Regions from separate parts of the Mus musculus genome. Here region 1 is linked to region 2. A link is a contact called in public promoter capture Hi-C data. All regions are on one chromosome and are shown on one strand. Each heading gives the region's core, a stretch centred on a gene start, on an enhancer-like site or on the middle of the called end of the contact. The rest is flanking DNA. Distances are from core to core; before and after follow the strand shown.

What was found. Capture Hi-C pulls out chosen DNA fragments and counts their contacts.
Region 1: a contact with region 2 is called in a promoter capture Hi-C map of liver. The contact joins the promoter of Mtif3 here to the promoter of 1700041I07Rik in region 2. A contact is called at or near these places in 7 of 39 promoter capture datasets (embryonic stem cells, hematopoietic stem and progenitor cells, hippocampal neurons and 4 more), 10 of 484 Hi-C or Micro-C datasets (CD4 T cells, CD8 T cells, embryonic stem cells and 6 more), 3 of 115 datasets of contacts at active chromatin or transcription factors (embryonic stem cells, memory CD8 T cells and thymic regulatory T cells) and 2 of 9 other capture datasets (adipose tissue and liver).

The regions. Positions count from the first base shown.
Region 1 is chr5:146,960,391-146,967,278 of GRCm38.p6, reverse strand. Mtif3 (mitochondrial translational initiation factor 3) reads left to right here and starts at 3,482. Exons shown (of 4, transcript NM_001256102.1): 1 at 3,482-3,556.
Region 2 is chr5:146,792,188-146,798,495 of GRCm38.p6, reverse strand. 1700041I07Rik (a long non-coding RNA gene) reads right to left here and starts at 2,671. Exons shown (of 2, transcript XR_377208.4): 1 at 2,374-2,671. Usp12 (ubiquitin specific peptidase 12) reads left to right here and starts at 3,540. Exons shown (of 9, transcript NM_011669.3): 1 at 3,540-3,881. The coding sequence starts at 3,834.

The sequences.
Region 1 (6,888 bases), core at 2,233-4,732, 170 kb before region 2:
CATGCTCCCATCTGAGAGTAAATGGCCGAGCGTCTACATGAAGACTTGCCATAATAGTTTATGATACTAGATGCATGAATCCGTGGAAGTAGACTCATGGACCAGGGCTGGCTGGCTTCAGGAAGATTAAAATGCTTTTTCTAACACTCTGCCATCGTGCCCCACCCTCAACCCCGACATCTTGTTTCCTATGTCCCCTCTGCCATATCAATAAGCAGAACTCGAATGTGTGTCTTCTCAGCTGGCCCTCTATATTGACAGTGGCTGCCATGCTCCCATGCAGACTCAGCAGCATCCATACAATTTCAAAATAAGCCAAAATTTTTACTAGTATGTGGTTTGCTTTGAAAACTGTTGCTGTCCCCAGTTGCCACACAGGAGGGGGTTTATACGGAGGCCTGTGCCTGCTCGTTCTTCAACAGCTCGTCCTAAGGTACCCTTTGTGGTGTCCTGGATGCCCTGACTGACCTCGCTGCTCCTTTGGGAGGTTGGACTCACTGGCAGGCTCACTGTGGACTTCAGCATCTCCCTCTTAGATGTGTGAGGACCACTTGTTCTGAAATTAATTTGAGAGAGAATTTCTGAAAGATTGTTTCCATGGAGACCTTCTTAGTAGAAGTGAATTTTGGAGAAAATACCATGGACTTACAGATCTGCTGACTTAATTAAACATTACATTCTGACAGGGCTTTTTATGGGAGCACAAGAGACAAACGTAACAGAGGCAGCAATGGGACCAGGAAATCTTAATATCTGTCCTTTTATGACCGACAAGCAGAAACTGTGCCTTGGCAAATAGGAGGATGAATGCAGCAAGGCAGTCTTGGGGGCAGGTTGCTTGTTTTACCTACTGTCTTTATTCAAGAGTCTCTGAATCCTGTCATAGCCAAGCTGAACCCAACGTTCCTAATGGTTGCTTAAAATAGGCCATCTCCCATTTCACCGTGGCTAGAGCAGAGTTCAGGATGTGAAAAAACAAGGCTAAAACAAGATGCTGGGCAGGAAGCTGCAGTTGCCAAGAATGTCTGTCTGATTAAATTTCTTGAACCACAACCTTATCAAAGGCTAAATCCTTTGTTCATCTGTTAAGTGCATCGTTGGTGTCTATTAGGTGTAACACATTCCTTTCATCCAGCTTACTGCACGTTTTCAGGGGCAGCGTCTCTTCCTCAGTCACTGCTTTGGCGGAAGGACATTAACCAAGTAGAGGGTTGTAACACCAGACTGGGTCAGGTTTCCTTTTTCTCTTTCTCCCCCCCCCCCCTCTTATTTTTCAGTACTGAGGGTAGAAGCTGGGCCTTGCTCATGCTAAGTAAGTATTCTTGCTCTGGGGTTGGGGATTTAACTCAGTGCTAGCAGGTACTAGGCCCTACACTTACATAAGAAATACATAAAACAAACAGTCTGGGTGGTGGGTTGAATATGCTTGGCCCAGGGAGTGGCACTATTTGGAAGTGTGGCCTTGTTGGATGAAGTATGTCAATGTAGGTGTGGACTTTAAGACCCTGGTCCTAGTGGCCAGGAAGCTTGTCGTCTCCTGTTTGCCTTCAGATCAAGATGTAGAACCCTCAGCTCCTTCTCCAGGGCCATGCTTGCCTGCAGGCTGCCGTGCTTCCTGCCATGATGATAACGGACTGAACCTCTGAACCTGTAAGGCAGCCCCAATGAAACCTTGTAGCTTATAAGAGTTCTTGGTCATTGTCACTGAATTATTTCCCCAGTCCCCTTCATTCTCTTTAAAAATCTTCTTAAAATCATTTTTATTTATGTTTATGTATGTATACGTGTGCCCATATCTCTGTGTGTACACCATGTGCGTGCAAGCACCTTTTAGGTAGTAAGAGGCCACTGGGGTTCTTGGAACTGGAGTTACAGGCAGTTCTGCATGCTGGGAACAGGATCCAGCCTCTCTGAAAGAGCAACACCCTCTTAACCACTGAACTATCATCCCTCCACTGAGCTATCATCCCTCCACTGAGCTATCATCCCTCCACTGAGCTATCCCTCCAGACTTCTTTTTACATTCTTGATTCTGATCAGGGTGTAATGATGGGACGAGTCATGTATCTTCTCCATGTTCAGTCTCCTCATCTATAAAATGGGCAATGATGGGGCTGGAGAGATGATGGCTCAGCGGTTAAGAGCACTGTTCTTCCGAAGGTCCTGAGTTCAAATCCCAGCAACCACATGATGGTTCACAACCATCCGTAATGAGATCTGATGCCCTCTTTTGGGGTGTCTGAAGTGTACTTATATATAATGAATAAATAAATCTTTTTAAAAATGGGTAGTGATGGCAGTGTATCATGAGGGTGTCTTGAGGATTAAACTAACTCAATACAGGCTAAGTGTTTAGAACTGTGGTGCTTATGGAAACTTTATCACAAATGTGAGCACTTACAACTGTTATGGACCTGTCTATCCAAGAGGTGGTCTCCACACTTTATTTGCACAACTATGCTTCTATCGTCCCATGGAGGACTAATGCTGGCAGAATAAAAAGTATCTGTAATTCTTCATTTCACTTAGGAATGGCTGACATGCAGAGCCCAGCCCTGGCCTTTGGATCATAAAGAATTGCTTCAGCTTTTGCCTGTCACAGATACAAGGCTCATGGGCCAGAGGCTGTGATCTGATGAAGAAAGGGAGACTTGGATGCGGCTCTAAAGCTATTTAAGGATGACCCAGGTTCCTCACCTGCAATAAAAGGATGGTATTTTGATGTACCAGTAATAGTTGCAATCAGATATTACCCTGATTGAGTTATTTGGTGAGGATTAAACAAGACAAGATGTATAAATTATATGTTATAGACACGTAGTCTGTAAATGAGGGACATTCAGCGGCTTCTCTAAGGAGTTCCCTGTTGAAGAATGGGGAAAAGCAGGGACTTAACGCCAAAGTAGGGGACAGTCAACAGCTTGGTAACAAGGGTGCAGGGCCCCAATAGCCTGAAAGTGCAACACCCAGGGGCTCGAAGTTTCTGACCATCCTCTTGCCTGACTCTGGCCAATGCGGTCAATCATCCCACATGTGGGTGGTCTGTTATGATTTCTCCCAGTTCTGACAGTAATCGAACCTGAATCCATCTCTTTTTCTCAGAAGAGAGCAATCTTGAGAGCGAGGGTTGCACCCTGCTACCCAGCTAGAGCTTCCACTAAACCAGATCCGCAGGTGGCAATAGTTTAACACCGCCCTGCAGTTGTCTAGCACTGTAGAAGGCATTATTCAACATTATTAATGTAACTGGCGGAAGCGATGCAGTGACTGTTCCAGGGACTCTATATTTTAGCGTTCACTTGGCCTTTGGAGCAGCAGGTTAGTAGCAAATCTCTCAGTTTCACTCAGGCCTGCTGCACGATTCTTTTTTTTTTTTTTTTTTTTTTTTTTTTTTTTGTCGGAGGGCTTTATTCCATTAGTGGAATCCGCAGGCCGCAGCTGCACCCTCCCTTTAAGGGACTCAGGAAGTTCCGCCTGCTACGGAAGCCGACGCGGTGCTCCGGCGGAGTCCAGGTACGGACCTGCTAGTTCTTCCTGCTCGCCTACCCCGGCCCAGGTAACGCTGAGGTGAGGGCTTGGCGACGGGGCTGAGGTGGGAATGCATGTCCTGGGAACATTCTGTGCAGAGAGCCCTCCGTGGACGTGGGGTGGCGGCAGCACCAGCCTTCGGAGTCGAGACCAGTTGCCGAGCTGCCAATAATCACTTGCTCGCCAGCCTAGCCAGTTTCGCTGTTTGTGTGCGCGCGCACGCTCCTTCCACGGATTTGGGGGGCAAGGTGGGGGCGTAGGACAACTGGCATCCTGGTGGCATGGCGTCCTGGTGGGCGTGTCTGCTGCGGACCCCTTGTGAGCGTTTTGGGATTTTTTTTTCCTTTAATTTTTGATGTTTTTGCAACAGGGTCTCACTATTTATCTCTGGCTGTCCTGAAACGCACTCGGTAGACCAGTCTGACCTCAAACCTATAGAAATCCTCCTGCCTCTACCTCCGAAGTGCTGGGATTAAAGGCGTGCACCGCTCGCCGTGTCAGGACTTTTGAAATTCCTTCCGGAATTGAAGGTGAGAGAATTCAGTCATAGGATGAAGCCAACGTCATTTTCGCAAAATATGGATTCTACTAGAACCCATCCTTTCCTTCGGGAGTGAATATAAGCCCTCAATATGTCAATGTGAGCTTGTGATTATGAAGTGTAACGATTCAGAAAAAAAGTAAAGAAATAAGTGGTAGAAATAAGCTCCCGTCAGGCCATATCCCGTCAGGAATAAAGCCTTATCCCTCGGAGGCAGAGGCAGAGGCAGGCTGATCTGTGAATTGGAGGCCAGCCTGGTCTCCATAGTGAGATCCTGTCTCAGAGAGAAGGAAAGAAAAAAGAAATCAGTATCATTAGGTTGAAGAGCTGCTCAGTAGGCAAGGCAGAGTTCAGTGTCTGGAACCTAAAGGTGGAAGGAGAAAACTCAGTCCACAAGGTTGTCCTTTGACCTCCACACTGGCACCATGGCATGGGTGCCCAGACACATCAGACAGACAGGCAGACAGACACACAAGCACCCTTACCCACTGAGCCATCTGGCTGGCCCTGAATCTTTGCTTAGTATTAGATAGTGTAGGCTGTGAGCATAGTCAACACGTTTCCGAGTTAACTGATACAGTTTCATAATTTTTAGTGTTGTGAAGGCTGCACTGATGAATAGTGTTAGTGTGTTTAGGCTCACTTTAGAAATTATTGGAACTCCCGTACTAATCACAAGCCATAATTTATTATTTATTATTACTGTTGTTGTTGATATTGTATTAGGAAACTCAAGTTTGGAACTCAAGTAGCAATTTTAAAAATAAAACATTGTAATACATTACAGCTTAGAGATACTCTAATTGGGTTCATACTGAAGAATGTTAGCAGAAAAGTATTGAAAGGTTTTTTTGTTTGTTTGTTTTTTGTTTTTGTTTTTTTTCGAGTCAGGGTTTCTCTGTGTAGCCCTCCTGTCCTGGAACTCTGTAGACCAAACTGCCCTTGAACTCAGAAATCCACCTGCCTCTGCCTCCCGAGTGCTGGGATTAAAGGTGTGCGCCACCACTGCCTGCCTGTATTAAAAGTTTTAAGAGCAGAAGACGGTGGGAACCATAAAACGTTGCAGTTGATATTCTGCTGGGGCCTTGAATTATCAAAACATGTGTGAGCTGTACTTGGCACTCATTGCCGTTTGAGACAGTGAGAACCTTGGAGATTTTGGTTTGACCAAAACTAGAGAAATAAGTAGATTAGTGTTACAGAAGTCTTCAGAATTTTACATTTGTAAAACCCTTACTTGTGGTTCTTTTACACACAGGCTGTGAAGCTAATGGTATGTATGTGTGTAGGTACATAGTAATATGTGTGCCCAGTTTGCTTTCTATTGCTTCGAGAACTACCATAGCAAAAAAGCAGACTACTTGGAGAGGAAAGGGTTGATTGGGCTAGCTGGTCCAAATCATAGTTCACCACTGAGGGAAGTCAGGGCAGGAACCTGGAGGCAGAAACCAAAACAAGACCACAGAGGAACACTGCTCACTGGCTGGCTCCCCGTGGCCTCTCAGCCTGCTTTTTCACACCACCCAGGAAGGGTAGTGCCCACAGCGGGTTGGATCTCCTACTACAGTAGTCATTACTCAGGAGAACGCTCCACTGACTTGCCAGGTGACTCTAGCTTGTGTGAGGTTGACAAAGCACCAGCCAGGATAATGCACAGAGCCAGTGTGGCCGTTCAGTTCAGTAGGATGACACATGGACACTGCAGGCTGGATTCATCGCAGGGACATGACCACTGAGCTACTACTTCTTCCGGGCATCAATTCCTGTTTCTTTGTTTTCTTTACACATTAATTACAAAAATCACTTGAACAAAGCAAAGAATGGGAAGATGAGCTAACTGACACCCATGTTCAGATTCGGCAAATGTCGCCATAATCGCACTTTGTAACTCCCATTTCCAGCCGAGCCATTTCAGAAGGACACGTGTCATGATCCTAAATACGTCAGGGCTTGTCTCCCGAGAGTTTTATTCTCACACTGAGCAAGCTGTTGGTACTTTTTGCAAGTTCCCAATAACTAATCTGCGTTCCTGTTTCCCAGGGTATCTCTCGGAGGATTTTTTTCAAACATTACACTTTGTAATTTCCCTAGCTTTTTATTCAAAGCCAGCCCATCTCCCCTTTTCATCCTCACCAAGCTAGTGTGTTGTCTCAGAGTCTGGGTTTGTGAGATCCCTTCCCTGTGGCATCCTCCAGGTCATTGCTCTCTGGGTCCAGCCTTATTCTGGAAGCTGGGTGGAGAAGCGAGCCAGTTTGGATTACCTCAGGGCGAGGCTGTGTTGTGGAAAGCTCTGCGTATTTGCAGCAGCTTCGGATCAGGAGGCATGCCCGGGGTGTCATGCTTTTCCTCTGGTGGCAGTGCCACTCTGACCGTTGGCCATGACGGTGACAGCCAGCGTCCTCCTCAGCAAAGTGTTCATACGTATTTAATCTGGGCACAGTGTGTGGGTGACCTTGTGGCATCAGCCTTGTACCTAAAGGTGTTTGACTATTGACTAAATGAGCCATTTTCCTTTGTTCCAAAATGGTGGTGGTGGTTATTATTGCTATTATTATTACCATAATCATCATCTCCATGCTAGGAAGGAGAGCTCTTCCTCATCCACAGAGATGGGCACAGTTTTCCCTTAAAAGACAGAGTAAACGCTCAGCTCTTTCTGTTTAATTACCAATTTACCAGTTTTCCATGGAGCTGGGGTGTGGCGGTGACACACAGTGGCAGTTATCATCCTAATAGATGTTTGCATATATATTCAGCGTGTGGAAGGGAATTACAGCCATTTTCCTTAATGTTTAAATTATACAACTGGCTGGACTAAG
Region 2 (6,308 bases), core at 1,422-3,921:
CCAGAGGTCAGAGATAAGGGGGTCAACTGGATGTGGTTAGGCGTCCTGCAGGCGAGCAGCAACAGCTCATTGCTGTGGATGGAACAGAACAGGCAGGCAGAAGCTAGAGAGCTCTCAGCGGGACCAACCAGAGGTAAAGGCACACATCTCCCGCACCCTCTTGTTGCCTTTGACGTCTTCATCACTCCCTGTGGTGGACTCAGCCGTCAGGAACATCTGCAGAAGATGTAGTGTCACAAACAGAAAAGAATCTAGACAATGTAGTCTAGACGCCGTTGTTGTGAAAGAGCTGCTGTCCCGTGGAGAGCACATTGCAGCCAGCTGCTTCTGTATTCTGCTCCGCATGACTGGAGTGGAGGTGGGGGATAGGGTGGGGTGTGAGGTGTGGGGTGAGGCATATGTATGGTGGGGTGTTTCTGGGTTCAGGGAAGAACCAGCAGGGACGAGGAGGCAATCCCTGCTGAGTACCAGGACAAGTAGCCTTCCCCTTGCAATCTGTGACAGAAACTTGATGGTGTTATCTATCTATCTATCTATCTATCTATCTATCTATCTATCTATCCGAATGAATGAAACCATTGTTTCAGTTTTAAGTAGAGGCTGATAAGCCTCTTCTTTTAGTTAAGTTGTGGTTGTTTTATTTTGTTGATGCTGGAGACTGAACCCAAGACCTCTTGCTAAATATATGCTCTTCCCCTGAACTACATCTTACCCTTCTAACCCCCTCTTTAAATCTGTGTTTAAATACCAACATGGGAGCTGCAGAGATGGCTCAATGGTTAAGAACACTGACTGCTCTACTAGAGGTCTTGCATTCAATTCCCAGCAACCACATGGTGGCTCATAACCATCTGTAATGGGATCAGATGCTCTCTTCTGGTGTGTCTGAAGACAGTGACAGGGTGAAATAAATACATACAAGTATTTAGACCTATGGACTACACTTTATCTGGAGCAGCCTATATAAGACCTACGTTTATTGTACAGATGCTCAACTTTATTTGCTGGATTAGTAGTGAGTGAGCTTTGAAAAGCCATTGCACTGGGAGTGTAACTCAGTGGTTTAACACTTGTCTAAGCCTAAATTAGGTCCTGGGTTCCATTCCTGTGGCGAGTTGAATATGCTTGGCCTATGGTAAGTGGCACTATGAGGAGGTGTGGCCTTCTTGGAGGTGGTGTGGCCCTGTGTAGGCGGGTTTTGAGGTCTCCTAGTGCTCAAGCTCCACCCAGTGTGGAGATTTCCCTCCAGGCTGTCTTCAGATGAAGATATAGAACTCTCAGCTCCTTCTCCAGCACCATGTCTGCTTGCATGCTGCCATGCTTTTTATCATGATGACAATGGACTGAACCTCTGAAAGTATAAGCCAGGCCCAATTAAATGTTGTCCTTTATAAGAATGTTGCCTTGGTCATGGTGTCTCTTCAGAGCAATGGAAACCCTAAGACAATTTCCAACATAGACTTGAGTTAGAACTATGGCTATTTTGATTGACATCTACTATCTGAACAGCTAGACCACATTATTAATGCAACCAAAGAGGTTGACTCATTGGGAGAGGTAGGGAGAGACGTCAGATTTCAGGGACAGAGCCTGTGCTGTGTGTGTATAGACCCAGGCCCTGCACTCACTAGGGGTGCAATGATGAATGCTATACTTCTTCAATTAGAAAACAAGCCTGGCATGATGGATCTCTGGGGTTATTGGAAGGTTTACGCTTAGAGCATTCAAAGGGTTCCCAGCATCCATCTGGTCTCACAACCTTCTACAACTCCAGTTCCAGGAGGATCTGATGCCTTCTTCTGGCCTCCGCGGACACTGTACGCATGTGAGCAAGCAAAACACCCATACACATAAAGTAAAAATAATAAAGCTTAAAAATGAAACCTTATCCAGCAGACTACCTAGCCTATGACAGGAATTCTGAGGCGGCACACTGACAGCTGGAGGGTTTTATTTGCTCAACATTTTAATTAATTACTCATTGGCTTTTGCTAATTTCTTTTTGACAATTTCATACATGTGCTGTTTATTCTCTTTTATTTATTTTTGAGGCCAGGTCTCCCTGCATAGATCTGGCTGATCTGTAGATTTGCTATTTAGTCCAGGCTGCCCTTGAACTCACAGAGACTCACCTTTCTCTGTTTCCTATGCTGGGATTGTAGGTGCATGTCACAATTCCCTGTGACTGGCTTTTCATTCATTTATTTTTTTGGGGACAAGGACTCAAGTGATCCAGGCTGGTCTTGAACTCATTAAATAGCTGAGGATGACCTTACCATAGTAGGATTAGCACTTCAGCTGAGGATATGAAACCTCAGAACACCTACACAAACACTTCGCCAACTAAGCCATATGTCCAGCTCCCATCCTTACCTTTAAAATATAGATGTTGTACGACCATGCTCTATGCTTGTGGAGTCTAGAGTGGCGAGCAACGCGACAAACATTGCATAGATCTGAACTGGTGTAAACCAGAGTCCAAGCCCCTGCCGTGGTATCTACAGAAAAGCGGGAGGCCTAGCCACTACGAAGGTAGATACCTGGAGAATAAGCAGCTGCCAGAATACTTAGCTGTATTCAGTGGGTGTTCCCCTCCCCCAACGCTTACAATGGAATTGCTATGGAAACAGTATTCATGTACCAGAAATCTGTTTCTCGACTAAATTTTGTTCAAATTCTCGGTCTTTTGAATGCTTTGGACTATGAAGTGAGGCTTATCAGATTTTAGAGCTTTCGTCGGAATTTAGGCCCCAAGTTCCACAGACCCGGTGTGGTGGGGAGTTGGGTGGAAGGCAGAAAAGGTCCTACCCTCAGATCACCAATCAAAACAAATCACAGGCTTTTTAAAGTAGTAATTTATGAAGTTTTATGAATTTTCTGCCGGTAGAAAATAGGAAGCGTTCATCCACTAGCTAACACGGTCTATGTGCTCCTCACACATTGGCTTCGGCTTCTTACTTGGGACATACCACCCTGTTACAAATTCCAAGTTGGTATCCCACTGTTTTTCAGGATTGGCTCCCCTTCCTCTTCTCCCCCACTACTGCTAATTCATAGAGTTAAATCTTGTCTTTTTATCTAATTAGCCTTTTCTTAGGGAATTAGGCCCAGATGATTCACCCCAGAAAAACATCCAAGTGCTTGGGACTCTGGCGGGGTTGCCTTCCAACCCATCCAGTTTCCCAGATATGGTCTCCGTCTTCTGTTTCAACTGACTGTCAGTCGCTCTAAAGGCTGCTTGATGTCACAGACGCCGCAGAGCAAAGGCTCGATCCCCTAAAGACCCGCTCTTGCAAGCTAAGGTAGGTGCTTCACGTCGGCGCTAGGACCCATCTGCAGGAGGAACGCGGCACGGGTCTCGCCCCGCCCCAACGCGCACTGGGTGGAGCCGTCCTCCCCAAGCTCGCCCCCCCCCCGTGGGAGGGCGGGGCACCATGGGCGTGGCACAGCTGCGGTGGGCGTGGCGGCGCCGGAGGCGGGCGGGGCGGAAGGACGCTGCCCGGTCGTCGGGGCGGTAGGGCCTGCGCGGAGCTCTCTCCCCAGCGCGCTGGGCGGGGTGTGCTGTGAGCGGCTTCCCGGGCAGGCGCGGGCCCTGAGGCGGCGGCTGCGCCGTGCGCCGGGGCGGAGCCGGGGGCGGGCGGGCGGCCGGCGGGCGGGGGCTGGGCCGGAGGAAGCCTGAGCGCCCGCGGCGACGACGGCAGCGGCGGCCCAGCAGGCTAGAAGCGTGGGTCGGCGGCGGCTCCGGGTGCGGCCGCGGGCTGCGGAGCGAGCGGGCGGCCCGGCTCCCCGCGTCCCCCGCCCGCCGCGACTGTCTGGAAGATGGCGCCGGGCGGATGGAAATCCTAATGACAGTCTCCAAATTCGCCTCCATCTGTACCATGGTAGGTGCGGCGGCAGCGCGGCCCGGGGGGCCGGTCCCCGCCTTCGAGGCGCCGCCCGCGGGCCTGGTCGTGTGCGGGCGGACCGGGCGCGGGGCCGAGTGGCCGCGGGGAAGGCGTGCTGGACACGGCAGGCGGGGCCGGGACACTGGGGATAGGACCGACCGGGGCTCGGGGTTGGGTCCTGACCACGGGGTCGCAGTTGAGGACGGGGAGCTCTGGGTCTGGGCACCGGGGACTCGGGGACTGTGGCTGGGGACTAGGGCCTGGGGGCTCAGGGACGGGGTTGGGGGTAAGGGCTGCAGACTGGGGTTGGGGACTTGGGGACTCGAGGTGTGGACTGAGGTTGGAGGCTGGAGCCGGGACTTTAAACTGGGGACTGGTACCGGGAAGCGAGGGGATTGTGCCAGGGGAAGGGACGCGGCATTTCCTTGGGGCCCTGCGCGGGGCAGGGCGGGGGTCTGCGGCAGGAAGGAAGGGTCTCGATCCTACTGGAAGACGGAAGTCCTGGCGGAGTTCCTCCTCGGGTTAGGTGGAGCCCCAGGCCCTGGCTCGGGAAGGGGGCGTGTGAAGGTGGAAACTTTTAAGAGTGCTGTTGAAATGTTTTCTTATTTTCAACTCTCTGAAGCGATAGGAACTCTTGCGGCTTCCAACCTGTGTCCGTCCAGATGGCAGCCTTGTCTCTGGGAATCTGTGTTAATCTTGAAAAGCTGCATTCGCTTTCCTGTCATTTGTTTATTTTAATAGAGCAGACACCGCTGTGTGGGGTTGAAGTACACAGATTCCCCCGAAAAAAACGAAACGCGCGCGGGTGGGTTCCAAACGTGTTTTTGTGCATTGCCAGAAGCACCACGGCTTCCCACGTGATAAAGCAAATCCATTACCTCCTTTATGAACTTCGCCGTAGAGATTGTGATTTATGAATCAATGAAAAAAGTTACTCTTTGCAGTGTGGGTCTGGAGTTATTTACCAAAGACCTGCACCTGCTTCATCTCCGTTTTTGTGTTCTGGGTTGTATCTAGGAGATTCTCCAAACCATCTTCCACCTGCAAGTGATCTGTGGTTGTGTGTGAGTGTGTGTGTGTGTGTGTGTAAGGAGTGGAGAATCAGGTAGGAAAAGTGGACTCTGTGCTACTTTCTGTGGAACAGTATTAAAAAAAGGGGTGGAATAAGTGGACTTAAAATCCACAGCATCAAAAAAGTCGGAAGATTATGGAATCACTGAAGGCTCCATTTTCCCACGTGGGTAATTCTTCTTTCCTGGGGTTGAGAAGGGGGCTGTGTTTACAGTTACTGGGATTGGTTGTGCTAATTAGACATGCCACATGGGATAATCGAATCTTTCATAGTGATAATTTTGCCAGATTGCTGAGCTCCGTGTATTTTGGGGTCATGGTTCATTGACAAAGTCGAAGGTTTCAGGAGTGGTGTGATTCCTGTAGTCTGTTCATTCACTCAGTTTAGTCAAGTATCCATCTAGCACCAGCTGACTGGAACTGGGGCTACAGCAGTGATCCAGACAGTTGCCACAGCAGGGCTTTTTATGGCATGCTTCTAGCCCAGGACTTTGGGTGTAGAAAGATCACACTTTCCAGGCAAGTGTAGCTAAGACCTCCTGTCAAAAGAACTGACCCTCCCTAACCAAAGATAATGCCCACTTTCTTGTGTTTACTACTACTTGAGGGAGACAATACTCATGTATGTAATAATGTAGCACAATCAAATAAGAGCAACAAAGGGCGTGGTGGGTTGTGGCACTCTCAAGGCAGAGACAAGCAGATCTCTGAGTTTGAAGCCAGCCTGGTCTACAAAGTGAGTTCCAGGACAGCCAGAGAAACCCTGTTTCCAAACCAAACAAACACCCCCCCCCACTTCCCCCAACCCCCCAAAAAACCTAACATCCACAAAACAACCCCAGAAAAGAGCAGCAGAGGACAGAGCCCTGCCAGGGTTCTCTATCCAGAGAGAGGCTGATGTCCACTCCCAAGCTCACTCTCCTTAGGGCTTCTGCCCGGGTCCGGTAATTGCACATGGTGTGTGTATGCTTTTTGGCAAATGCATAGGCATCCATGCCTGGCCAGAGTGAGACTGTTAGAAAGGTGCTATTAAGATTGGGCGTGTCTGTGTTCTTACTTGAATAAATCCTACTACCCTCCCGGAGTAGGTTCTGAGCATCAGAGTGATTTGCAGTTTTGAGTGTAAGGGAGCTTGCTGTCCATCTTCTGAGAATGAATTGAAAGTGAAAATGAGAAACAGCCTGCTTGTAGGTTCTGTTTTGCTTGGAATGTGAACTGTCCAGCGAGTAACTCTCTTCAGCAGGTCACGTGACCTGAACAACACCCTGCCTTAGACAGTTGCACAGGACTTTTGTGATCTCGGGAGTACTGTGCTGTCTATGGTCCCCCTTACCTTTCAGTAGTTCATGGTGG